Linked DNA regions of Sus scrofa: regions 2, 3 and 4 are each linked to region 1. Evidence: chromatin contacts called from public HiChIP or PLAC-seq data. All regions are on one chromosome and are shown on one strand. Each heading gives the region's core, a stretch centred on a gene start, on an enhancer-like site or on the middle of the called end of the contact. The rest is flanking DNA. Distances are from core to core; before and after follow the strand shown. Region 1 holds the start of SVIL (supervillin). Region 2 overlaps SVIL (supervillin). Region 3 overlaps SVIL (supervillin). Region 4 overlaps SVIL (supervillin).

Region 1 (6,142 bases), core at 1,086-3,585:
TCTTCTAGTGAGTATGACTCCAGCCCTACCTAAGATAGTGTCACTCCAGCTTATAACTGTGACCCACCGGAAGAAATAAATTTGAAGACACACAACCCTGTACGCATGCACACACACACACACACACACACACACACACACACACCTCACAATTATAGTTAACAAAAGTTTCATGAAAATAGTACAGACTCTGACTTGGCAGGATGCGCACAAGTATTTTTTTTCTTGAAGTCGAGTTGATTTACAAAGTTGTTTAATTTCTGCTGTACAGCTGAGTGATTCAATTATACATACATTCTTTTCACAATAATCTTTTCCATTATGGTTTATCATAGGATATTGAATAGAGTTCCACATGAGTATTTTTCATTCTAATTTTTTAAAATTTTATTGAAGTATCATTGATATACATTGCTGTGCAACTTTCTGTTGTACAGCAAAGTGACCCAGACATACACACACACCCGCCCCCACATGTATATAGAGACACACATTCCCTTTCTTATATTAGCTTCCATCATGGTCTATCCCAAGTGACTGTATATTGTTCCCTATGCTCTAATTCTGTTTCGTTTTAAAAAATGCTTATCTTGGAGTTCCCATCATGGCACAGCAGAAATGAATCCCACTAGGAACCATGACGGTGCGGGTTCGATCCCTGGACTCGCTCAATGGATTAAGGATCCAGCATTGCCATAAGCTGTGGTGTAGGTTGTGACGTGGCTCCGATTTGGCATTGCGGTGGCTCTGGTGTAGGCTGGCAGCTATGGCTCTGATTAGACCCCTAGCCTGGAAACCTCCATATGCCACGGGTGAGGCCCTAAAATGACAAAAGACCAAAAAAAAATTTTTTTTTAAATGCCTATCTTTACTCACAAAGCTGATTTCATGACCAGCAGCTTGAAAAACCCTAAGGCACCCTGGGAATTTAGGAAGCATAGAAGTTAACTAGAGATTCTAAAAGATAAACCTATAATTCAATAGGAAGCAGCTTAAGGGAGCATGCTTATAAATATTGTCAGAAAAAGTGAAGATTGCTCCAGATAAAGTACTTGCTAGCAGATGCCAAATTTGACTAAATCTTCTGAATTTCTAGGAATCAGTCCATTCCTTAAAGTGAACTTCTTTTTGAGCATCCAGTCCAGCCTAGACTTCAAACTTACAAAAATGGTTAAGGCTCTTATCCTCTGGGACCTCAGGGTTTGCTGGAAGATGCAGAAGGTTGACCCAGGAATGATGGCCAGCGCTCTAAGTGCTATGGTTGAGATGTGCCCAGGGTGCAGAAAGAGCAGCACAAGGACACCTCATTCAGGAAGGGGTGGGTGGGCTTCCTAGACCTGGCAACTCTCTGGAGGAGGCTGGAAGAGGTGATACCATCTCCCTAGATGAAGAGAGTGCTGGGTATTTGTGTTCCAAGAACATGGACCATCTTGAATCTGCCGGCATTGGGAGTGGTCCCTTTGGCTCCAATGAAAGGCACAGATGGGGAAATGGTTAGAGATGAGCCTCCAGAAGGAGGCAAGCAAAGGTGCTTAAATTCGTTCCTGAAACAAAAGGAATCCATTGAGGGGTTAAAAAAGGGCACAGGATAACTAGGTTTCTGCTTCTGAAAGATACCCAAGGATGCAGTATGGAGGATGCTGGCCAAAAGGATGCTGTGGCAGTGGTCTAGTTAGGAGGCTGGTATTGAACACCCAAGGAGAGGCGTTCCCATTGTGGCTCAGGGGAAATGAATCTGACTAGTATCCATGAGGACACAGGTTCTATCCCCGGCCAGGCTCAGTGGGTTAAGGATCCAGCGTTGCCATGAGCTGTGGTGTAGGCTTACAGCTACAGCTTCAGTTTGACCCCTAGCCTGGGAATCTCCATATGCTGTGGGTGCAGCCCTAAAAAGCAGGGAAAAAAAAAAAAAAACAGGAGAAACGGCACAAAGGGCTTTGGCCTGGGTAGTAGTGATGGGTATGGAGAAGCAAAGGGGCTGCTGTGAGGCATCCAAGACACAGTAGCAGGTGGATTGAATGGGATGTGCACCTTTGCCAGTCACTCAGATAGAGGATGCAGGTGGGGAGACAACGTTTGGGGGAAAGAGTTCTATGATGGATATACTGAGTCTGGAGTGCTGATTTAGTAGCTACTTGGATCTGGAGATTGGGGAGAGTCTCGCCTGGTGTTAGCTGAAGCCACAAAGTAAAGACAGGACCAGCAGGGGATTGGGAATGAGGCTTTGGGAGGATCCTTAATTCAGGGCTATTACTGATTTGCTGAAGATCAGCTGTCTCTGGTTAGCCTGGGATCAGTGTAAACAGCTCTAGTCTCTGCCTCCTCCGGCCTCCCTAGCTTAAACGCTGCCAGCACTCTCCCAGATAGCAGGAGGAAGGAAGCGTCTTTATTGCATGTGTTCAACACAGACCCTCCTTCTTGAACTTTCCAGAGACGGCACAGGTACCAGGCAGAGGGCATAGCTCCCACGAGGGCAGGGCAGAGGTAAGGCTGCTTCTCTACTTCGTCATTAACAAACTGTAAAGGGCCAGTTCTGAAAGGTCTGCTGGGGTTCCGAATTTCTCATAGATTCTTTTCACACATTGGAGTGTTGTGCTGATCATATTCTCAAGGACCCTGAGCTGGATTTTAAGTCCTTCCAGCTGTGAGTCACAGCACTTTAAGGGTTTGTGTTTGTCAGTCCACATGCGAGCCAGCTCCAGGGGAGGGCACAAGGATGGAGTAGAGATTGGGGAAGGCTGAGCCCAGAAGCTGCTCTGGGATCTTGGGGGCAGTAAAGCTGTTATGGGCCGAGTTGCCCCCGTCTCCTCTGCCCAATTCGTCTGTTGAAGCCCTAACTCCCAGAACCTCAGGATGTGATTGGATTTGGAGATAGGATCTTCAAAGAGGTAACTTAGTGAAAATGAAGTCTTTAATGGGTGGGCTATAATCCAGCATGACTGGGGTCTTAAAAAGAGATTAGGACAGAGACACACAGAAGAAAGGCAGCCATCCATAAGCCAAGGAGAGAGGCCTCAGAAGAAACAACCCTCCTGACGCCTGATTTCCAGCCTCCAGATGGGTGAGAAGATATTCTGTGGTCTAGGCCTCCAGGTCTGCAGGGTAGGTGGTGAAGGCTGCCTTAGGAAACTAACACACTCCCTTTTCATTCTTCAGATGGGAGCAGGTATGGATCCGCTTGATGCATCCTCAGGAGTTAAAATGAGAATCTAACAGTGGGAGGAAAAAAAGCAGTAGCTGGAGGGAATGTAAATGTGAACACTAGTGAAACAGACAAGAAGCACAAGTGAATTTCATAAGTTTATTTACTGCCTCGCAGATTACCAAGTACTTCACCAACCTTAACTCATTTCATCATCACCACTGTCTCAGCATCACCTGGAAACTTGTTAGAAACGCCAAGTTCTGGGCCAGGCAGGTTAAAGAAGCAGACAGTGGGGTGGGGCTCGCAATCTGTGTTTTAAACAAATCTCGGGGGTTTGGCGAGGGATTCTGATTAGCAGAAGTGTAAAGTGTGAGAACCACCGACAGAGGGGACGGTCCCCTGTCAAGACGGGCAGTTCGGAGGGTGACCAGACTTTTTCATGGCTGTGAGTGGCCACAGGACGATCTGCTTGACCAGTGGCCCCGAGCCCCTGCGACTACAACGTTCGCACACATTTTGATGGGTTTTGTCCCTGGAAGGGCTGGATATTCACAGTGCCTGACCGGGGTCTCTAAGGTCTGCGGCGCCCCTCGGGCCTTGCTGCAGCTGAGGGACTGGAACAGGGAGCTCGGCGAGCCCAGGGGGCCCGGGAGCAGCCGGGCGCGTGCGCGCGTGCGCGTCCTCGAGCCAGGCGGGTGCGCGCCGAGGGGGTGGGTCGCGCCGGCCCCGCCGGCCTGGCCCGCGGTCCGAACCACTCAGAGCGCCCGGGGGCCCTACAATTAATACCCGGCGCCCGCCCACCGCGCCGGGACTCGCGCGCCCGCACTCGGGGAAGGAGGCGTCCGCTCGGGCTCGGCCTGACCCGCCTTGCAACTTGTCTGCTCCGGCAGCTGCGGCGACGGGGGCGGGACAGACTCTCCGGGGCTCCTCGCCGAGAGTCAGCTTGCTCGGGGAGGTGTGTGCGCCTCGCCGCCGAGGGGAACTGTGAGTCGGCGGGCGGCCGGCAGGTGGAAGAGCACAAGGGGTAGGTAAATGCGTCGGGAAGTCGGAGCGCGCGTGGAAACTCGTACTGTCGCGCGTGGGTGTCCTCTCCCCTGCTGGTCTCCTTCCAGAGTTGCTTCCAGGACCTGGGGCAGGGTAGAGGCGGGGGGGGGGGAGAGGTAGGCTCACCTGCTGGAAGTGTGTTTACTCTGGCGAAAGAGCGAGTCATTAGACAGGCACTCCCCCCGGCTGGGGAGCGACACGCCGGCCGACCTTGGGCTCCTCTGGGGCTGCGACTGTCCCGCCTCAAGCGTCTTCCAAGTTTCGGGAGCCAGGGGTGTGACAGACAACTGCCCTCCCCTCCGTCCCTTTAATTCTGGCAGAAAGGGGCTACTGGAAATCAGGACCCAAACTTTGTTTTCACACATTGAAACTGACTTTCCAGGGTTTTTAAACTGGCACGCAATTGGTGGCAATTTCCTGGGGACGCTTCCCGCGGGCAGGGCTGGACCGGCCGGTCCGCGAGTGGGTCGACTCCAGGCGCGCAGTGGCCCCGGGGAGCGGAGACAGCTCTGGTCCTCTTGGCCCAGGGTCGGGCTCAGCGCGGGCTTGGCGGCCAGGATGGTCTCGGCGCGCTGGCCCGTTCGCCAGCGTAGTGGTCGCGGCGGGAGGCGTGGGGGTCCCTGCTCCTGCTGGCTTCAAGTTCCGGAGCCACTCCGGCCCTGGGAGCTCCGGCCGGGTGGCCCGGCAGAGGGCGCCCACTCCCGATCGTCGCGCGGGCCGGCGGAGGGGAGGGGACTCGAGCGAAGCTCCAGGTGAGGAGCTGTGAATCATCCCGGGAGGGGGACCCGGTCCTCGCTCTCTGAAAGGAGGCAGGGAGTGGCCGTGGCGCCGTTGAGAGTCGGGCTGCCCAGCCGCTGTCGGGCGGGGAGCGGCGATTGTGCCCCCGGAGGTCTGGGGAAAGCTCATAAGGTGAGGAGCGTCCCTCCGCACGGTCGCCGAAGGCAGGGATCGGCCGCGCAGGGCTCCGGCAGGCGGACACTAGGCAGGGGGCCAGAGGTGGGTCAGTTAGACTCGGGCTCAGGGCGGTGCTGCCACGGGCTGCGGGCAGGGAGGGTCGGCCGATCCCCCGTCCGCCGCGTTTGGGCGCTCCCGGGGGCCGCGGGGCCCCAAGCAGCAACAAAGGCGCGGCGCGGTCGCCGCTCCCACCCACTTCCGTCCCCGGCGCGCCCGGGCGCGCGTCGCCCGGAGGTACCGGCCGGGTCAGGATTTCCCTCCGCGGAGTTTCGGGAAGTTAGCTGGGCGGCCCGTTAGGCGGGGAGGAGGGGCGGGGAAGGGGCGGCCCGGGGAGGGGCACGCGTGTGCTCAGAACTGCGACACCGCCAGCCTCCCCTCCCCAGCGCCGGGGAGAGTAGCGAGAGCTGCAGCGGCCCCAGCGCGCCTCCTCCAGCTCCCAGGGGCGCGCCCCCGCCGGGCCCCCGCGGGTGGGAGGTCCCCGTGCGGCGCGCCTTGTCGGCCCTCTGGGCCACGCCCCTCCTCGCGGGCTCCCGGAAGGGAGGGGTTTAGTCCCGGGGTGACAGCGGTGGCCGCGCCGGCAACTCCTGGGGAGCTCCAGAAGGCGGTAATTGCATTACTGTGAGTTAGCATTGGGCGGCTCCAGTCCAGGCCGCAATCTGGGTCAGGTGCGGGGTTAAGCGCTTCTGGCGTTGGCTTTACAGCTGCGGTCAAGTCTTGACAGTTTGTTGCAATTGGAAGTTCCGCAGAAGGGGAGAGGACCGCGGGGAGGAAGAAGAGAGCTCCTTGTCCCCCACTCCCCCCCCCCACCCCCCCCAGGTTATAGTAACTCTATGCAGACCCCTAGACTCAGGCGCAAGTCTGTCATTGAAATGGTAGGGGCAGCAAGCATCTCCACCTCGCGACAGATGATTTCCGAGAGCTGGACGCCAGCGGAGGTGCTGCTGTGGAGCCCAGGGCACTGCGCGCCGGTGTGAAACCTTATCCCTCGGTAATCAAGGG
Region 2 (6,142 bases), core at 933-3,432, 120 kb after region 1:
TGGGGGGCTCTGTGTGAGAAGCAGGGCCTCGGAGGGCTGGGGTCTAACTGGCCTTGGACTTTGCATCCTGTAGCCAGAGGCTGGGCCTCCTCTCCACAGCAGGGTCTGGTTCTGTCACAGAGCCGCAAACAGCCCCTTGTTGTCGGAAAAGACAGTGTTTTTCCTTTCTCTGGCTTTCTGGACTTAAAGTAAAACTTGAATTTGACGGACTCTACCATAAACCCCACCCCCACCCCAAGAATGATGTTCCGAGGTCTTGCCTCTTCATCTGAACAGCGTGCAGCTGTTGGGTTTGGCACTTATTCTAGAACTTTCTGTAAAAGCAAGTGCATTCCATGTTCTCCCATCCTGAAGAGGGCTGGGTTTACCCGCCTCCCATGAGGACATCTGCCTTCCCTCTCGCATGTGTGAGCCCCTTGGGGGCTGTCTTAAGTCTCCATGTAGGAGGCCTCACAGTCACAGCACGATGGGGTTGGAGGTTAGGGGGCCAACTCTATACGGCCCTTGACATTGACTTGAAAATGTTTGCAGGTCTTGGCCAGATTGTGCAATATTCAAGTAGGTATCAGTCTTCTAAATCAGATGTCCCAGCGAGTTCCCATCGTGGCTCAGCAGTAACAAACCCGACTAGTACCCATGAGGATGCAGGTTCCATCCCTGGCCTTGCTCAGTGGATTAAGGATCCCGTGTCGTCGTGAGCTGTGGTGTAGTTCCCAGATGTGGCTGGTATCCCTTGTTGCTATGGCTGTGGTGTAGGCTGGCAGCTGCAGCAGTGAATTAAGCCCTAGCCTGGAAACTTCCATATGCTCTGGGTTCAGCTCTTTAAAAAAAAAAAAAGCAAAAATCAATCAATCAATCAGTCAATCTATCTGAGGTCCCCAGGGGGAACACTCCCCAGTATTCTGTGCTGGTCTGTTTGGGAAAAGAATCTGAAAGAGAATGGATGTGCGTCCATGTGTAACTGAGTCGCTTTGATGTCCAGCAGAAATGATCACAATATTGCATATCAACCAGACGTCGATAAAATTTGAAAAAATGAAAAAACATAAGTAATGTACGGTTCCTAAATATTAAATAATAAATAAATACCATTCTCAAATGTAAAATAAATACGTGAAATACATCAGATACCCTCATCTGCTGTCCAGTTTGGAGGGTCTTGGCCATTTTTTTCCCCCTCCATTGGATGGAGAACCACATAGACACTGATTTGGGAAAAGTTGCATCCGCATTGGAATCTGGATCCCACCAGCAGCACTTGTACCCCTTGGAGGGTCGGAAACCCTATGTCCTGGTCATCTAGGAGGATGGCTCCAAGAAATCTCCAGAAAGAGTTTACTTGTACCTGCTTTTTGGAGATGTTTTAGTTAATCAGAATTTCTTTCTTTTTTTTTTTTTTAAATGGAAGTGTAGTTGATTGTCAATGGTGTGTTCACTTCTGCTATACAGCAAAGTGACTCAGTTACACATACGTACCTTCTTTTCTTTTCTTTTATATTTTTGTCTTTTGTCTTTTTAGGGCCACTCCTGTGGTATATGGAGGTTTCCAGGCTAGGGGTTGAATCGGAGCTATAACCGCTGGCCTACACCGCAGCCACAGCAACACCAGATCTGAGCCGTGTATGTGACCTATACCATAACTCACAGCAATGCCGGATCCTTAACCCACTTAGCAAGGCCAGGGATCGAACCTGCGTCCTCATGGTTGCTAGTTGGGTTTGTTAACCACTGAACCACGACAGGAACTCCCATATGTACCTTCTTTCAAAAAGAATTAAAAATAATTTCAAGTATTATTTAAAAAATTTTTTAAAAATTGAAAATATTCTTTTCCGTTATGGTTTATCATAGGATGTTGACGATAGTTCTCTAATGGGACAGAATTTCTTTTTTCTTTTTTTTTTTTTGGTCCCATTTTTAGGCCCATACCCATGGTATATGGTATAGTTCCCAGGTTAGGGGTCTAATCTGAGCTGGAGCTGCAGCTGCCAGTCTACGCTGTAGCCACAGCCATGCAGGATCCGAGCCGCGTCTGCAACCTACATCACAGCTCACCACAATGCCAGATCCTTAACCCACGAAACGAGGCCAAGATCAAACCCACATCCTCATGGATACTAGTTGGGTTTGTAACCCACTGAGCCACAACAGGAAGTCCTGGACAGAATTTCTTAATGTGAATTTGCTTCTTCTCTAGCTAACTCAGATTTAAGTAGACAGCAGTGTGGGAAACAGTGAATGCTGGCACACACTGTACACACACACACACACACTTGAGGAGGACCTCGGCACATGAGAGAAGACTCTCGGGCCAGCCAGCACCCTGGCGCCTTTGTAGACCATGCAGAAAAATAGCATTACTTGGATGCACTCTGGCTGCCCTCTGCAGTGTCATTTTAAGATGTTACTCATGTATTATTTGAAATTTAAAATAACATCTCTTGTTCTTGAGAGAAATCCATCACCTGCCATGAAGTTTATATAAAAATATCAACTCATTGCTGGAGTTCCCATCATGACTCAGTGGTTAGTGAATCCATCTAGGAACCATGAGGTTGTGGGTTCGATCCCTGGCCTTGCTCAGTGGATTAAGGATCCGGTGTTGCCGTGAGCTGTGGTGTGGGTTGCAGACACGGCTTGGATCCCGCGTTGCTGTGGCTCTGGTGAAGGCCGGCGGCTACAGCTCTGATTGGACCCCTGGCCTGGGAACCTCCATATGCCATGGGAGCGGCCCAAGAAATGGCAAAAAGACAAAATATATATATATCAGCTCAGTGCTGTAAATCCTAATGCCAAACAAACAAGTGTGCTCTGTGAGGTTTTATTTATCTAAGATCTGTCTTATAGATCAATTTATTGTAGATTTGATTTGATGGGGAACACCATGTACATCTGTGTCATCATTGCCTGAATGTCAGAAGTTACAGCGCAGGTTTCCCTGGTTTTGTCTGAAAGTCAGGAGCACCGTTTTCCCAAAGAGGCAAGGTACCAACTGTATGTTGAAAGAACCTTGAGTTGATAAAGATTGAAACCAAGACTCAACTTGATCTTTTTTCTAAGCATATCATGTAGGTGGTTATGATGGGATGTCGTTGCAAGTTGTATAGGGAAGGCCCCCAGCTTGACTTAAGCTTGATGGATGGAACTTGAAGAAATCAGTGTGGACATTTGTTTGAAGTACAGGGAACTCTTAGTTATTCCAAAAGTCAGATATGTACAAGTGGCAGATTTTGTGTGTGTGTGTGTGTGTGCTTTTTAGGGCCATACCTACCACATATGGAGGTTCCCAGGCTAGAGCTTGAGTCTGAGCTGTAGCTGCCGGCCACAGCTACAGCCACAGCAACATGAGAGAGATCCGAGCCACGTCTGTGACCTATACCACAGCTCATGGCAATACCGGATCCTTAACCCACTGAGGCCAGGGATCAAACCTGCGTCCTCATGGATACTAATCAGATTCATTTCTGCTGAGCCACGATGGGACCTCTAGTGGCAGCTATTTCTAAGCAACGGAAGCATGTTGCTTAGCATATAATATCACACTTATATTTGATATTGGTGTGTTTAATATTTAGGACTTCTGACAGTTACTGCTTCAGGAGCTCCCGCTGTGGCACATTGGATTGGTGTACTAGGACATGGGTTGGATCCCCAGACCTGGCACAGTGGGTTAAGGATCTGGCATTGCCGCAACTGCAGCTTAGGTCGAGACTGTTGCTCGGATCTTGATCCCTGGCCCGGGAGCTCTATGTGCCCCGGGGTGGCCAAAACAACCAAGCAGATACTGCCCCAATGATTGGTACTTAGCAGGTGTTCAGCGATTAGTTGTGCAGTGAAGAAATTGATGAATGGCCCTTGCGCGCACATGCACGCGCACACACACTCACAGGAAGGAGCCAAATGCCCAAAGAGCTGAGAGCATTTGATGTCCTCATCTGCTGAGCTCCCTAGTGGAAATTCGCTTTGTAACAATTCTGACTCATTCAGGCCTTCTCCAGAAGGAAGGTAATTACATGTTTTTATTTTAAACACTTCCGTTTTTATAGGGCAGGTGACCAGTGAGGAATAATCAGTTTTAGCTTTTAAACACAATGAGTAATTAAGCACAGTCGCTACTGCTGAGAAAATCGAAATCCAATCTGTTATTTAATCTGGTGCTGTGTTGAACTGGCTGTGTGTATTGCTGGGGAAAACATGCCAGACAGTTCACTCTTGAATTTTTTTTGGTAAATGACTGAGAGAATTAGGATCATTTTAAAAGGTTGCAAGACAAGGTGGCCAACGTCAAGACAATTGTTTAAATGTAGAGCCAGAGAGATAAGCTCATTATGATATGGTAGTTTTTAATGCCAGCAATTTAGAAAATGGTGTGTTCCTTAAAATATAGTAGATGCTGACATTTGTTTACCTTAAAAAATTTGGTAATGTGATTCACTTATTTGAAAGTTCAAACGTGATGTGTAGCTGCTCTCTCTGAGCCAGGCCCTAGGAGTGCAAATTCCAACTCTGTTAGTCACTTGTGGTCCTCTCTCGGTATCTAAGGGGGATTGGTTCCAGCATCTGCCATGAATAGTAAAATCCACAGATGCTCAAGTCCCATGGGTGGTTCTCGGTATTCACAGTTCTGCACTCACGGAACTGACCAACCTTGGATAGTGTAGTATTGTATTTACTGAAAAAAAAATCTGCATGTAATTAGACCCGCATAGCTTAAACCCGTGTTGTTCAAGGCTTATCCTGGCATGTTCTAGCAAGGGAAGATACCTCAGCCTCTGTCTTAGTGTCCTTACCTATGAAATGGAATAGTGTACATGGCACGTAGGTGGTTAAGAGACGCTGAAAGCAGTGCTTACTGCATAGCTGTGTCCATTGAGAGATTATTGCTATTAATCTTCATTAGGGCAAAGATTATTTGTAGGTTTTAATTGTAGCCTTGAACGATAAGGGTTTTTTTTAATCTAAAATGTTATGGCAATGTTTTTTGTAGCCTTGATGTTCAAAGTGGTTAATATGGAGTTCCCTTTGTTTCTCAGTGGGTTAAGGACCCAACATAGTGTCCGTGATGATGTGTTTGATCCCTGGCCTTACCCAGTGGATTAAGGGTCTGGCATTGCCCCAGGCTGTGGTATAGGTTGCAGATTCGGCTCCGATCCCGTGTTGCCTTGGCTGTGGCATAGGCCTTAGCTGTAGGTCTGATTTGACCCCTAGCCTGGAAACTTCCGTATGCCACAGATGTGGCCCTAAAAAAGTAAAAAAGAAAGATACAAGTGGTCAGCTGGAGACTATCATTTCCGTGAAATCTAGGGGAGTTATTTAAGTAGTCTTTAAGTTTAAAAATTTGGAGGTTTCCTAGTGGCCCCATGGGTTAAGGATATGGTGTCATCCCTGCTGTGGCTTGGGTCTGATTCCTGGCCTGGGAACTTCTCCATGCCACAGGCAAGCTCCCCCGGGCCACAAAAAAAAAAAGAAAAAAAAAAAAGTTTAAAAAATGTGTTATGTTAGTAGCAATAAAAAATGACTGCTCCTGATGCCTGAGTGGTCATTCCAAAGCCAGTTTTCTGAGGACACAGAGCTCAGTATGTCAGGTTTAACCAGCGCCGCGTAGCAGATTTACACCCTGAAAGCCTGGGTCATCCTACACGAGGAAAGGAAGACTTTCCTGCTTATGTGGAGTTGGGTGGGATTTGGAACTTCTATGTAAGATGGTTATCTGGATTTTGTTACCCTGAAGAGAATTCATGTTTTAAACATAAGAGTTCCATGGTTTCTCAGTGGGTTAAGGATCTGGCGTTGTCAGTGCTGTGGCTTGGATCACTACCTGTGACACGGGTTCGATCCCTGGCCTGGGAACTTCCACATGCCACAGGTGCAGCCAAGAAGAAAAAAAAAGAATTTTTAAAAGTACGTAAAAGAAGATGCTTTTGGTTCAGACGGGAACACCTATTTGCATATTCATTCGTTGAGAAATTTGAGATTAATTGGAGCAAAGCATTTCAACTGAATATTTGAACAGGTTGTAGTTAATTTATCAAGGCGATTGTTTTCTAAATTTGAGTGGTCATTAGAATCACTTGACGAAATGCTGAAAAAATACAGTTTGCTTGTCCCCACATCAGAGTGTTGACTCATGACCGAAGGTGGG
Region 3 (6,142 bases), core at 1,185-3,684, 97 kb after region 1:
AATTATTGGGACTGTGGTTCCACTTTATTACAGGTTTGTTAGGCTTCTGTGCCTTGGTCCAAGTGTGCAGCCATCACTTAGATTTGTGTTTCTGGGAGTTTCCGTCGTGGCACAGCGGAAATGAACCTGACTAGTATCCATGAGGACGCAGGTTCAATCCCTGGCCACCACAGCGTTGCTGTGAGCTGTGATGTAGGTCGCAAACGTGGCTCGGATCTGGCTGCCATGGCTGTGGTGGAGGCCATTGGCTCCAGCTCTAATTGGACCCCTAGCCTGGGAACCACCATATGCCATGGGCATGGCCCTAAAAAGACAAAAAAATAATGAGTAGTGTTTCTGGAGGAGGAGGAGAATGAACATGATAACAGAAGCCTCTAGATCCTTCTAACCAAGGCCATGTGGGGTTTCTGGGCTTGGGGAGGTGGGGAAACTGTGTTTGCACAGAAAGCTGCCTGGGTACTTCCTGTTCCCAGCGTATCTCTGAGGTCTGGCTGTGTTTCCTGGTTCTCCTGTGTAAGCCGGTGCAGAGAAGCACCTTTGCACAGCAACCCCTGCAGAGGACCACAGGGACTCTGCATTTCATCCTGGAATCGGAGTCATTGGTTCTCTCCTGGTGTTGGGGATCCGCCAAGGTGCTAAACTTTGTGATGCCAACCCCAACATGGAAAGGAAAGTGCCTCTGCGGCTTCTCCTCCAGAGGGACAGCCTCCCTCCACCAGCTGGATGGCTTGCAGCCCATGTCTCCACTGGAGAAGCAACCTCTGTGGTTCTGCCAGGCGAGGAATGGACAGAAACCCCGGATTTTTAGATCTGCAGCAGCCTCAGTAGAGCAGGTCACACTTTGTCCATCTCCGGTTACTCTCAAGACCCTGAGCCTGGTGTCCATGATGTAACGCTGGTCCAGCCCTGTGAGAGGCTGTATCCTTGATGCCAGGACTCATAAAACCCGGGCCAGGCTCCCCTGCTTGGCAAACTCGCATTTCATCTGGACCATGAAGCCAGCAGTTCTGCTCATGCTGAGCGTTGCTCCACACCCATCTTGAAGCAGCAGCCTGGGAGAGGAGAGTTGGCTTGCTCCTCTGGTCTTCAAGCCAGTGACCTCCATGTGACCTTGGAGCTCAAAATATTGTCATCCAAAGCCAGTGAAGTTCCCCCTAAGCTTTGAGAGGGAGAGACAGAGAAAGGCTCAGCTTGATTGATTTTGACCGTCTGGAGGTGAGGGGTGAACTGGTTGAAAAATGTCACAACCCCAAATCATACCCTCCTTTTTTGCTTTTTATTTTATTTAAAAAATTTTGTTTTTATTTGTTTATTTTTTGCAGCATATGGAAGTTCCCAGGATAGGGGTTGAATTGGAGCTGCAGTTGCCAGCCAGCCTGCACCACAGCCACAGCAATGCCAGATCCAGGCCACGTCTGCAACCTACACCGCAGCTCACAGCAACAACGGATCCTTAACACACTGGGCGACACCAGGGATTGAACCCAGGTCCTCATGGATTCTAGTCAGGTTCATTACCCCTGAGCCACAACAGGAACTTCCCTTTTTTGTTTTTTTAAAATTACCCAGCAGGGAGTTCCTAGTGTGGCTCAGGGGTAAGGAGCCTGACTAGTATCCATGTGGACATGGGTTCGATCCCTGACCTTCCTCAATGGGTTAAGGATCTGGCATTGCCATGAGCTGTGGTGTAGTTCACAGACTCAGCTCAGATCCTGTGTTGCTGTCTGTGACTGTGGTGCAGGTCCGCAGCTACAGCTCCAATTCAGCCCAAGCCTGGGAGATTCCATATGCCATGGGTACAGCAATAAAAAGACAAAAAACAAAATTACCCAGTGGTAAAATTATTTGCCCATACTGCAGTCAGCCACCAGCTCAGACTCACAGTGGTATATTTGTGTGGGTATTCGGTGACTATCAGGTGTTGCTTCACCTGATAGTCAAAACCCTCAGTTTATGGAGAAACAGAAAAAAGAAAACGATTCCGAGTCTGGTCCCACCAGAGCAGAAATTAGGACAGAATTCGGATCCTGGTTCTTAGGCTTTTCATCCCCTAAAAATGAGCAACTTCAAGAAATACTTCCAGTCGTTCCTGTTGTGGCACAGCAGAAACAATCCGACTTGTATCCTAGAGAACTCAGGTTTGATCCCTGGCCTCGCTCAGTGGGTCGGGGATGCAGCATTGCGGTGAGGTGTGGTGTAGGTTGCAGATGTAGCTCGGATCTGGCGTGGCTGTGGCTGTGGCTGTGGCTGTGGCTGTGGCCAGCAGCTGTAGCTCCTATTAGACCCCCAACCTGGGAACTTTCATGTGCTGCAAAGTGCAGCCGTTAAAAAAAAAAAAAAAAAAAAGAATACTTCTAATGATTGCTCCAGTTCATTGCCATTTAGGAAGCAGAACTTTCCAGAAGGCAGAAGCAGCTAGGCAGAGAGCTTTGTTGTCTTGCTTTCCAGCTCTGACTGTTCTGGCCATGCTCTGACATCATCCTTCCTTCAGAAATAGGGCTTCTTGGAGTTCCCGTCTTGGCGCCGAGGAAACAAATCTGACTAGGAACCGTGAGGTTGCGGGTTTGATGCCTGGCCTCGCTCAGTGGGTTAAGGACCCGGTGTTGCCGTGAGCTGTGGTATAGGTCGCAGATGCGGCTCAGATCCTGTGTTGCTGTGGCTGTGGTGTAGGCCAGAAACTGTAGTTGCGATCCACCCCTAGCCTGGGAACCAGGTGTGGCCCTAAAGAGCAAAGAAAAAAGAAAAAAAGAAAGAAATAGGTCTTCACGAAGGGAAAGCTGGAAAGTGAGGCTTCTCCCCCAAAAGTGTGCAAGCTGGCTCTATCTTCTTCACTTTCTGCTTAGAAACTGACGAGCCGCCTTGTCACTCTTGTCACTTTCTAACTTCAGAGGGGCATTAAGTATTGATTAGTTAAACCCGAGGAGGGGTAAAAAAAAAAGGCGGGTGTTGTTGCCAAATAAACCCAAGAGCAAGAGATCTAACTGCAGGGCACAGACAGGTATGGCGTGTGTGTGTGTGTGTGTGTGTGTGTAGTGGCACCACTGCTGGGTTCTGTGGGTGCAGAGATAGGTGGGGCCCCTGCCTTCTGGAAGAGTCTAGAGGCTGGAAATCATAGACCATGTCAGGAAGAGCTCAAAGAGGAAATCAAGTCAGCTGAGTCTTAAAGGAGAGTTAGGGGTTTTCCAAGTGACCAGGAATCAAGGGTGTTCTGAGCAGAGTCCAGCTTGGACACAGCAGCCATCAGGGTGGTTTCTCATGGTCACCTACCAGGGGGAGGGATGGTGGGACAGATGGCTATGAGGTAGGAAGGGGTCAGAGGTAGTAGGGACTTAATTACCCATTGGGCCAGCCATCTTCCACCCTCTGGTTGTCACCAGCACAGGGATACTGCATGATGTCCACTTTTGTCACAGCCTCCTGGATGTATCCACATGTGAGGTTGGTGGAAAAAGCAAGACATGAAAATCCCTTCTCATCCAAAAAAGAAAGTCCACTGGAGCTCCCTGGTGGTGCAGCAGGTTAAGGATCAGGCATTGTCACTACTGTGGCTCGGGTTCCATCTCTGGCCTAGGAGCTTCTGCACACCACGGGTGTGGCCAAAAAAAAAAAAAAAAAGGTCCATAGAGGAAGTCACCATAGATCTCAGTGCATATGAGGTAACCTCTGGGTTAAATGCTATTTCCCAAGTATGTATTTGTAACCTGATCTCTTTTCCTCCTTCTGATGAGTATCCCTGGAAGAGGGTAAAAGGGACTTTTTTACAGGGACATTCTTTATTATTATTATTTTGGTCACACCTGTGGCATGTGGAAGTTCCTTGGCCAGGGATCAAACCCTCCCCTCAGCAGCAGCGACCAGAGCTACCGCAGAGACAACACCGGATCCTTAACCTGCTGTGCCACAGTGGGAATTCCTTATCAGGATATCTTACATTTACTCTTCAAGAACATTTAATTTAAAAAGCTTGTCACAGAGTTCTCTTTGTGGCTCAGTGGACAACGAACCCAACTAGTATCCATAAGGATGCGAGTTCGATCCCTGGCCTTGCTCAGTGGGTTAAGGATCTGGTGTTACCGTGAGCTGTGGTGTAGGTCGAAGATGTGGCTTGAATCTGGCTGTGGCTGTGGTGTAGGCTGGCAGCTGCAGCTCTGACTCAACCCCTAGCCTGGGAACTTCCACATGCTGCAAGTGTGGCACCAAAAAAAAAAAAAAAAAGGAAAAAAGCTTGAGCTTTTTTCATGTTGCATGAGCATCCATCACTGAGAAGTAACCTGCTGCCCAGGGAGGTGGCGTGAGCCAGGTCCTCACTGAGATGTGCTGGCAGGACTGCTTAGGAGTTTTCCACTGGGGGCAATGCAGCTGGGTTGGGGCTGTTTAAATGCATCTGGAAGCAGAGGGGAGGATGGATTTGGGGAGACGTCGGTGCAGGAGGGAAGGACAGTTGGAGGCTCCTGCAAAAGTCGTGACAACAGGCGTTTGAGAGCAAGGATGGGGTTATGGAAGCAGGAGGGAAGGCAGGGCTTCAGGCTGTAAGACCCGGTGGTGGCTAGATTGTGAGGGCTGAGCCTCCATGAAGAGGGGCTGGTGCTGGGGCTGTGGTCCACCAGGAAAACAGGAGCAAGAATCATGGTAGGGAGTTCCTGCTATAAAGCAGTGGGTTAGAAATCCAACTGCAGTCGCTCAGGTCGCTGTGGAGGTGCGGGTTCAATGCCTGGCAAAGTGGGTTAAAGGATCTGGTGTTGTTGCAGCTATAGCGTAGGTTGTAGCTCTGGCTCAGATTCATTCCCTGGCCTGGGAATTTGCATATGCTGCTGGTGTGGCCATTCAAAAAAAAAAAAGTCAGTGAGAGGAGAGGACTGTAGCATTATCTGAACCGAGTTTCATATCCTAGTTTTCTGAACTCCACAGAATCCGTACCTTCCTGAATCCTGCCCGCAGGTGTGGTGGGATTTAACCTAGGAGAGAGGTGGAGACTTCGTGGTGGTGGATGTGGTCCGAGAGTGTCCCCGATGCCTTAGAGGCCAAGTCCACTGGGAGGGTTTGAGGTTGGGGGAGCTGGTTCCTGGGGTATGGGGGGAGCTGAAATCCAGCTGGAAACCTCATGGGGGAGCGATTGGGGACCAGGAGACAGGAGACAGCGGTCTCCGAAGATGAGTGATGAGGGAGAGAGAAATAAGGTGGACCTTTGCTGGAGGACCTCGGGGTGGGAGCTGAGAGAGGCTGGTGGGGAGAGATGCTTGGGCTCCTCTCCTTCAGTGAATGAAGACAGGCTTGCGCTCATCTCTGCATCACGTGGTCTTCCCCCAGGGCTGATCTTTCTAACACGAAAGTCTAGTGTGAGTTTGACCCTCAGGAGGGGCCAGTTCAGGATGTCTGCATCTAAGTTTTATGTCACGGCCTCTGAGAGGATAAAGGGCACTGAAGAAGCATCCTCAGACAGCCTGTCCCACCACAAGGAAGGCAGAGCTTGGATATCGTCCTTTGATTTTCAAGAATGAGACCACCAAGACTGTAGAACTCTAGAGTTTTCTCAAACTTATGGTCACCAAAGGGGAGGGGGGCAGAGGGATAAATTAGGAGATTGGGATTAAAATACACACATCACTGTATGTACAATAGACAGCGAACAAGGACCTGCTGTAGAGCACAGGGAACTCCACTCAGTATCTTGTAATAACTTTGGATGGAAGGAGTTCCCCTTGTGGTGCAGCAGGTTAAGTATCTGGTGTTGCCATGGCTGTGGCATAGGCCTCAGCTGCAGCTCTGTTTCAACTCTTAGCCCAGGAACGTCCATAAGCCGCAAGTGCACCCATGAAAAGAAAAAAAAAGGGTAATGAAAGAGGATGTAAAAAAATACACACACACACACACATATACATATAAAACTAAATCACTTTGCTGTGCACCTGAAACTAACACAACATTGTAAAGCAACTGTATTTCAATAAAGATAATAAAACCCCTCTTTTTCTATATTTGTATTAGGATTCAATTTTGGCGTGACCTTATCTCTATTTCTAAAGAGTCGTTTTCTTGTTGGTTCTCAAGTGTAGATCAGGGTTTGAAAACTAATCGTGTCAGTTTGTGGATTAAACTTCTAAAAGCAAGGGGCGGGATCCTCTTCTACTATTTGATAGACCCT
Region 4 (6,142 bases), core at 1,811-4,310, 79 kb after region 1:
CTGCGACCTATGCCACTGCTTGTGGCAATGCTGGATCCTTCATCTGCTGAATGAGGCCAGGGATCAAACCCACACCCTTAGGACACTATATCAGGTTCTTAACCCACTGAGCCACAATGGAAACTCTGCCAAACTTGAATTTGCTGCATATCAGCAACTATTTACTTAGCACTTACGTGGTATTTATAACTATTTACAAAGTACTTATATTCTGTTAGGTATTAGAAGTCATCTAGAAATGATTTAAAGTATATGAGAGGATGGGCATAGGTTATCTGCGTGTGTTACATCACTTTCTATAAGGGATTTGCACATCCCTGGATTTTGGTATCCAAGGGGGTCAGAACCAGACCTTTTGAGATGACGAGGGACGATTGTAGTACGTGACTCCAACTCACACATCTTTTCACTGTGGGCACCTCCCTGTCACCTCCTGTCAAACCAATGTCTTTGGAAACACTAAGATGAAAACTTATCTTTCTCTGCCATAATTTCCCCTCTGGATGCAAATGGTCTAGAATGAGTGAGAAAGCCCTGTCAGAGTTTTTGCCCAGAGATAAGCATCTGAAAGTCCAGCAAAAGTTTATTTTTGACCAGGAAGCAATGCTTTAAAAGGCTGGGGGAAGCCTGGGAGGGACTAGACAGGACCTCAGGGTAGGCCCTTGAGCAGGACGCCTCTTCCTGCTGCACCCAGACCAAATTGATTCTCCTTTCTCCAGAGCTCTGTTCTCCTCTAGAATTGCTTCTGCTTTTCTACAAGTGGGACCAGTTTAATTCAACTTCAACCTGTCACTCAGTTTGGACCCTTTTCTGATTGTGGTCTTGGTCTTTTGTGTTGTTTTGTTTGTTTGTTTTCCCCAGGTTCTCTTGAGTGCGGTGAAGCTGGTTGATGGTTTTGTTTTCCCCTCGATGCTGTATTCTGATGTTTTACTGTCTAGTGACTGAGGGTTTCCCTCTGTCTTGGGATAAAACGGATTCAGGGAATGAAAGCATTTCAGGTACGAGACCCCCTCTCGGTCCTTGGACTCGTGATGTCCACTGTAGATGCTCTTCTTTCTTGCCCCACAGTTGTAAAGCCCAGAGGGGATTCCTCTTCTGGAGGGTCCTGGAGGGTTGGGCCAAGGACAGGGAGGGGTGCTCTCTCTAAGGAGGGAAGGGCAGTGAGGATTTCCACTCCTGTCCTTGCCTCTTGGCTTCTATTGGTTTCCTTGGCCATTTTTTCCATTCTTTTTGAATCATTTCCTTTTGTCTGAAAAGAGGGTCTTCTTTCAAAAGCAGCTACGTCTTCCCCATTTGAGTGTGTACACACACACACACACACACACGGTCAAACCCATAGCATTTGGTCATTCCCAGGCTAGGGGTTGAATCAGAGCTGCACCTGCTGGCCTATGCCACAGCCACAGCAATGCCACATCCTAGCTGCATCCTTAACCTACACTGCAGCTTGCAGCAATGCTGGATCCTTAACCCACTGAGTGAGGCCAGGGGTCGAATCTGAATACTCATGGATACTAGACCGATTCTTAACCTGAGGAGCCACAGTGGGAACTCTTTCTTTCTTTCTTTCTGTCTTTTTTTTTTTTTTTTTGTCTCCCAAGTCAAGCATACGGAGGAGGCGGCTCAGGTGAGAGAGATTCACCTGGGTCCAGCCCAGTTCCCAAGGCTCCAGAGGTTGGTTAGTAACAAACAGATTTGTGGAGTAGGGAGGATAATAATTTTTTTTTCCATCTAAAACAGTCTTCTTAAACCCAACAGTTTGTCTTTGTGTGCCGCAACCATCTTTGTGGCTTCCAGTCCTGAGTTTGTGGCTGTCCAAAGTTCAGTGAGCAGTGGTGAAAGTGTTTTGTTGCTTTGTGGGAACTTTGCATGGCTGACTCCCACCCTCCCACCCCCACCCCACACACAGGCTCATTTCCTTGTAAGCTGCCTCAGCCTGGGCTTCTAGAGATGAACCCCATGCTCTCTACACGAGGAAAGAGCAGCTCTGACACCCCGCCTCCCATATGCTTCCCAAACTGACTTTTGACACCACCTCTGTCCTTTAAGAGGCTGGCAGTGTTATTGGCTGCTGTCCGGTTCAGGACCTTCTTTGAGTGAACTCTTTCCTAGGATGATGTTTTGTTTGGCAGGGGGAACGTAGATCTTTTTTTTTTTTTTGAAGTAGTTGACTTGCAGTGTTGTGCCTATTTCTGCTGTATGGCATATGTGACCCAGTCATACATATTTTATATATATATATATATATTCTTTTTCTTTTTTAATTTAATTTTGTATTAGAGTATGGTTGATTTTACAGTGTTGTGTCAATTTTTGCTCTACAGCGTAGTGACACAGTCATACATGTATATACATTCTTTTTCTTGCATGATCTTCCCTCATGGTCTCTCCCAAGAGACTGGACATAGTTCCCTGTGCTGCACAGTAAGATCTCACTGCTTATCTATTCTAAATGTAATAGTTTGCATCGACTAATCCCAAACTCCCTGTCCATCCCACTCCCTTCCTTGCCCCCTTGGCAACCACAAGTCTGTTCCCTATGCCTGTGAGTCTGTTTCTGTTCTGTAGATAGGTTCATTTGTGTCATATTTTAGATTCCACATAGAAGTGATATCATTTGTCTTTCTCCTTCTGTCTTACTTCACTTAGGATGATCATCTCTAATTGCATCTAAGGATGGTGTTTTCAAAAGGTAATATAGGAGTTCCCTGGTGGCTCAGTGGGCTAAGGATCTGGCATTGTCACTGCTGTGGTGCAGGTTTGATCCCTGGCCCAAGAACTTCTACATGCCACAGGTACAGCCCCCACCCCCCAAAAAAGAGTGATTTAAGCAAGTGATATCAGAAGGAGCAGGAAGGAAAGGGAAGCCCCTAAAACAGAAGACTTCCCCAAACCCCTCTGACTTAACCACTAACCAACTAGCCACCAACCAACTAACAGCCCTAGGACTTTCCTCTCAAGTCCAGATCTCAGGGCTGGAGCTCTGCTTGGGTCCAATGCCCCTTTCCCAGGCTGAGTCAAGGGGATGCCACACAAGGGGGACGGCCTTCTGAGGGTGACAAATGAGTTTGTCACCATGGGGGTCATCCTGTAGACACATGACGACTCACCGTTAGGACAATCACACAGGGAAGTGTCTGCTGCCCTTTGTCCTACTCTGTTGTACTTCCAGCACGGGGAAGGTTTTCCCTTTTCCTCCAGGAATGCTGGAGGAAAATCAGTGTGGAAGGTTTTTCTCTGCCCGGAATGAATGGCACAGACCATGTTCCAGCCCAGTTGCTCAACCTCAATGAGTTATTCTTTTTATTAGTAGTAGTAGTATTTTTCTTTTTAGGGCTGCGCCTGAGGCATATGGATGTTCCCAGGCTAGGGATCAAATCAGAGCTGTAGCTGCCAGCCTACGCCATGGCCACAGCCACAGCCACACTGGATCCAAGCCGCATCTGCAACCTATTCCACAGCCACAGCAATGCCAGATCTGAGCTGCATCTGCAACCTACGCTGCAGCTTGTGGCAACACTGGATTCTTAGCCCACTCAGCGAGGCCAGGGATTGAACCTGTGTCCTCATGGATACTATGTCATGTTCTTAACCTGCTGAGCCACAGTGGGAACTCCCTCAATGGGTTATTCTAGTTTCAATTTTTTTTTTTTTTTTTTTTTGGTCTTTTCAGGGCTGTACCCATGGCATATGGAGGTTCCCAGGCTAGTGGTCTAATTGGAGCTGTTGCTGCCAGCCTACGCCAGAGCCACAGCAATGCCAGATCCAAGCTGCATCTGTGACTTACATCACAGCTCACGGCAACGCTGGATCCTTAACCCACTGAACAAGGCCAGGGATCGAACCCACAACCTCCTGGTTCCTAGTCGAATTTGTTTCCACTGTGCCATGGTGGGAACTCCTCTAGTTTCAATTTTATTATGCAGTGTCTCTCTTTTTCTAAGGACCTGGGACTTTGTCAGTTCCCTCTGGTTATACACATCCAACTCTCTGATGAGTTTCAGAACATTCTGTCTTTTCAAGTCTTCCTTCATTACAAGGCTTCTTTCCCAAAGTCCCTTTATTGGGTCTGATGTCAATTTGTGTTGTGGAAAGGATTCATATTTACTCATGATAGCTCTGCTTTTAGACCAAATGTCAAATTTCATCACCAGAGAAAAATTAGAGCTTTGAAAAACCATCACATAAAAATGACTTTATTCAGTGAGTTCAAGATGAAGGGAAAAAAATGTTGTTACTATTGTTTATGGCCGCGCCTGCAGCATGTGGAAGTTCCGGGGACAGGAACTGAATCTGAGCCACAGCTTTGGCATTTAACTCACTGTACCAGCCTGGGGATCAAACTTTTGCCTCTGCAACCACCCCGAGCCACTGGAGTGAGATTCTTAACCCACTGTACCACAGCGGGATCCAAAAAAATGTATTTCTTAATTGCGTATTTTTTATGAGGGTTGAAAAGATGCTCAAATCACTGCCTATAATCTTTTGTCACCGATGTAGATGAATAATTGAATGGGAAAAAGCTCTTCTTAGAAGCAGAAAATGAATCACTGCAGCGGATCTGGCCTTGCTCACACAGGCGGCTGTCTTACACTATTGGCTGCTGTCTTTCCTAGATTTCAAAGTGGACATTTTTCTTTCCTCTTTTGCAGGAAGGGTTTGCATAGATGACCTGGAGACGCGGAGAGCTGAGTGAGGAAGAATTTGAAGTCCTTGTCCATCTGAAGCCATGATTTAAATACCAGCATTACGGTAAGTCTTTAGAAAGAAATACCACCGTTTTGTGGTTGACACGTCACTGGTTTTGCCTGCAGTCTGAGAGCAGGTTAAAGGTCATTATAAAGGGTAAATTTGTTTGAATCACATTCAGCCGATGGAGCTCTGAGAAAATTAAAGGGGCCTCGAAGGTAAGTTGTGGGACTGCAAACATCCGGGGGTGGGGAAGTGAGTCTGACAAGCTGGAAAAATCTGTCTGTCTTCAGTGGTCCTGTGTTCCAATGTCTGAAAGCAAAGCAAAGCTTAGGATTGGGGTTCTCTTTTGGAACTGAGCTCTGGCCACGACCGAACTTTCGGGGACCCTGAGTTAGATTGTTTAGAGGAGGGCAGAACCAGGCACAGAACGGGGAGTAGAAGCATCGTTCTGGGCACCTGCTGTCTGCACTGCTGCCCCCAGGGCAGTGTTTCTCAAAGTGCGTTCCACGGAACACATTTCTCTAGGCTGTTCATGCCATGGGGCAGGGCTACGGAGCTGGGTCTGTGCTCCAGGGAGTTTGAAAAACCCTGGATTAAAGTTAAATAACCTTCCCTAGTGAGGGACTTCCAATACGGAGAACCTTGTAACTCTCTACGGACGTGTGTGGTCGGCAAGGCTCGCCAGAGTCCCATGGAACATGTCTTGTAGGGCATCCTAAGACGAGAGTTCGTTTTTTCAGTAAGTATTTATTGACACCTGCCGTGTTCAGTGTTCAGTGCTTAGTACAGCATCATCAATGAGGTTAATGCTTGTGCAGAGATAGAAAATTGGTAAGCAAGGGAGAGCATTTACCTATCGGTAGGTATGATGTTGAGAGAATGGTCTTGGGGGTGAAGGGACCTGGGTTTGAACCCTGAGTCTGCCCCTTATAAACTGCATGACCTTGAACAGGACACTTAAATGTCTCTTTCAATTTTAGCATCTTTAAAATGGTGATAATGGATAATAGCATCTCCCTGGGAAGGTTGTCCTGAGGATTAAGGATTCAAGTGATGCATATATGCTGGCAAACACTAAACCTGATGCACATATGATCACAATCTGTAATTATAATGAGGATGGCTGAGTGCTTTGAAGGTCATATGATAATTGGGGAGGAGAGAGTGGTGGATGAGGCCTTTTTTTTTTTTTTTTTTTAATTTTATGGCTGCAGCCGTGGCATATGGAAGTTCCTGGACCAGGGACTGAACCTGAGCTGCAGCCTCAACCTACACAGCAACTGTGGCAACGCCAGATCCTTAATCCATTGCACTGGGCCTCGGATTGAACCTTCACCTCCACAGTGACCCACACTGCTGCAGTGGGATTCTTAACCTACTGTGCCACAGTGGGAATTCAGGATGGGCACTCTCGAGTGGGATGGTCCTGCACTGACCTGAAGTGAAGACC

Evidence for each region. HiChIP or PLAC-seq counts read pairs in DNA pulled down with a chosen protein or histone mark.
Region 2: a contact with region 1 is called in an H3K27ac HiChIP or PLAC-seq map of alveolar macrophages. The contact joins the enhancer-like site here to the promoter of SVIL in region 1. A contact is called at or near these places in 1 of 5 promoter capture datasets (liver), 9 of 47 Hi-C or Micro-C datasets (embryonic fibroblasts, fetal heart ventricle, fetal skeletal muscle and 4 more) and 2 of 2 datasets of contacts at active chromatin or transcription factors (alveolar macrophages and skeletal muscle).
Region 3: a contact with region 1 is called in an H3K27ac HiChIP or PLAC-seq map of alveolar macrophages. The contact joins the enhancer-like site here to the promoter of SVIL in region 1. A contact is called at or near these places in 1 of 5 promoter capture datasets (liver), 7 of 47 Hi-C or Micro-C datasets (alveolar macrophages, blood, liver and 2 more) and 2 of 2 datasets of contacts at active chromatin or transcription factors (alveolar macrophages and skeletal muscle).
Region 4: an H3K27ac HiChIP or PLAC-seq map of alveolar macrophages shows a contact between it and region 1. The contact joins the enhancer-like site here to the promoter of SVIL in region 1. A contact is called at or near these places in 1 of 5 promoter capture datasets (liver), 5 of 47 Hi-C or Micro-C datasets (alveolar macrophages, heart right ventricle, liver and 1 more) and 2 of 2 datasets of contacts at active chromatin or transcription factors (alveolar macrophages and skeletal muscle).

Annotation. Positions count from the first base shown.
Region 1 is chr10:41,174,023-41,180,164 of Sscrofa11.1, forward strand. It overlaps SVIL (supervillin), which reads left to right and starts at 2,336. Exons shown (of 36, transcript XM_021064788.1): 1 at 2,336-2,484.
Region 2 is chr10:41,293,554-41,299,695 of Sscrofa11.1, forward strand. All of the region lies in intron 3 of SVIL (supervillin), which reads left to right. Among named protein-coding and RNA genes, the nearest start is that of SVIL, 120 kb to the left of the region's middle. Within about 2 kb of position 2,183, at least 1 of the 83 cell types and tissues checked has an H3K27ac peak or open chromatin away from gene starts, as enhancers often do. A contact at or near this core is called in alveolar macrophages, where this site is marked.
Region 3 is chr10:41,270,972-41,277,113 of Sscrofa11.1, forward strand. All of the region lies in intron 3 of SVIL (supervillin), which reads left to right. Among named protein-coding and RNA genes, the nearest start is that of SVIL, 98 kb to the left of the region's middle. Within about 2 kb of position 2,435, at least 1 of the 83 cell types and tissues checked has an H3K27ac peak or open chromatin away from gene starts, as enhancers often do. A contact at or near this core is called in alveolar macrophages, where this site is marked.
Region 4 is chr10:41,252,526-41,258,667 of Sscrofa11.1, forward strand. It overlaps SVIL (supervillin), which reads left to right. Exons shown (of 36, transcript XM_021064788.1): 3 at 4,653-4,752. Among named protein-coding and RNA genes, the nearest start is that of SVIL, 79 kb to the left of the region's middle. Within about 2 kb of position 3,061, at least 1 of the 83 cell types and tissues checked has an H3K27ac peak or open chromatin away from gene starts, as enhancers often do. A contact at or near this core is called in alveolar macrophages, where this site is marked.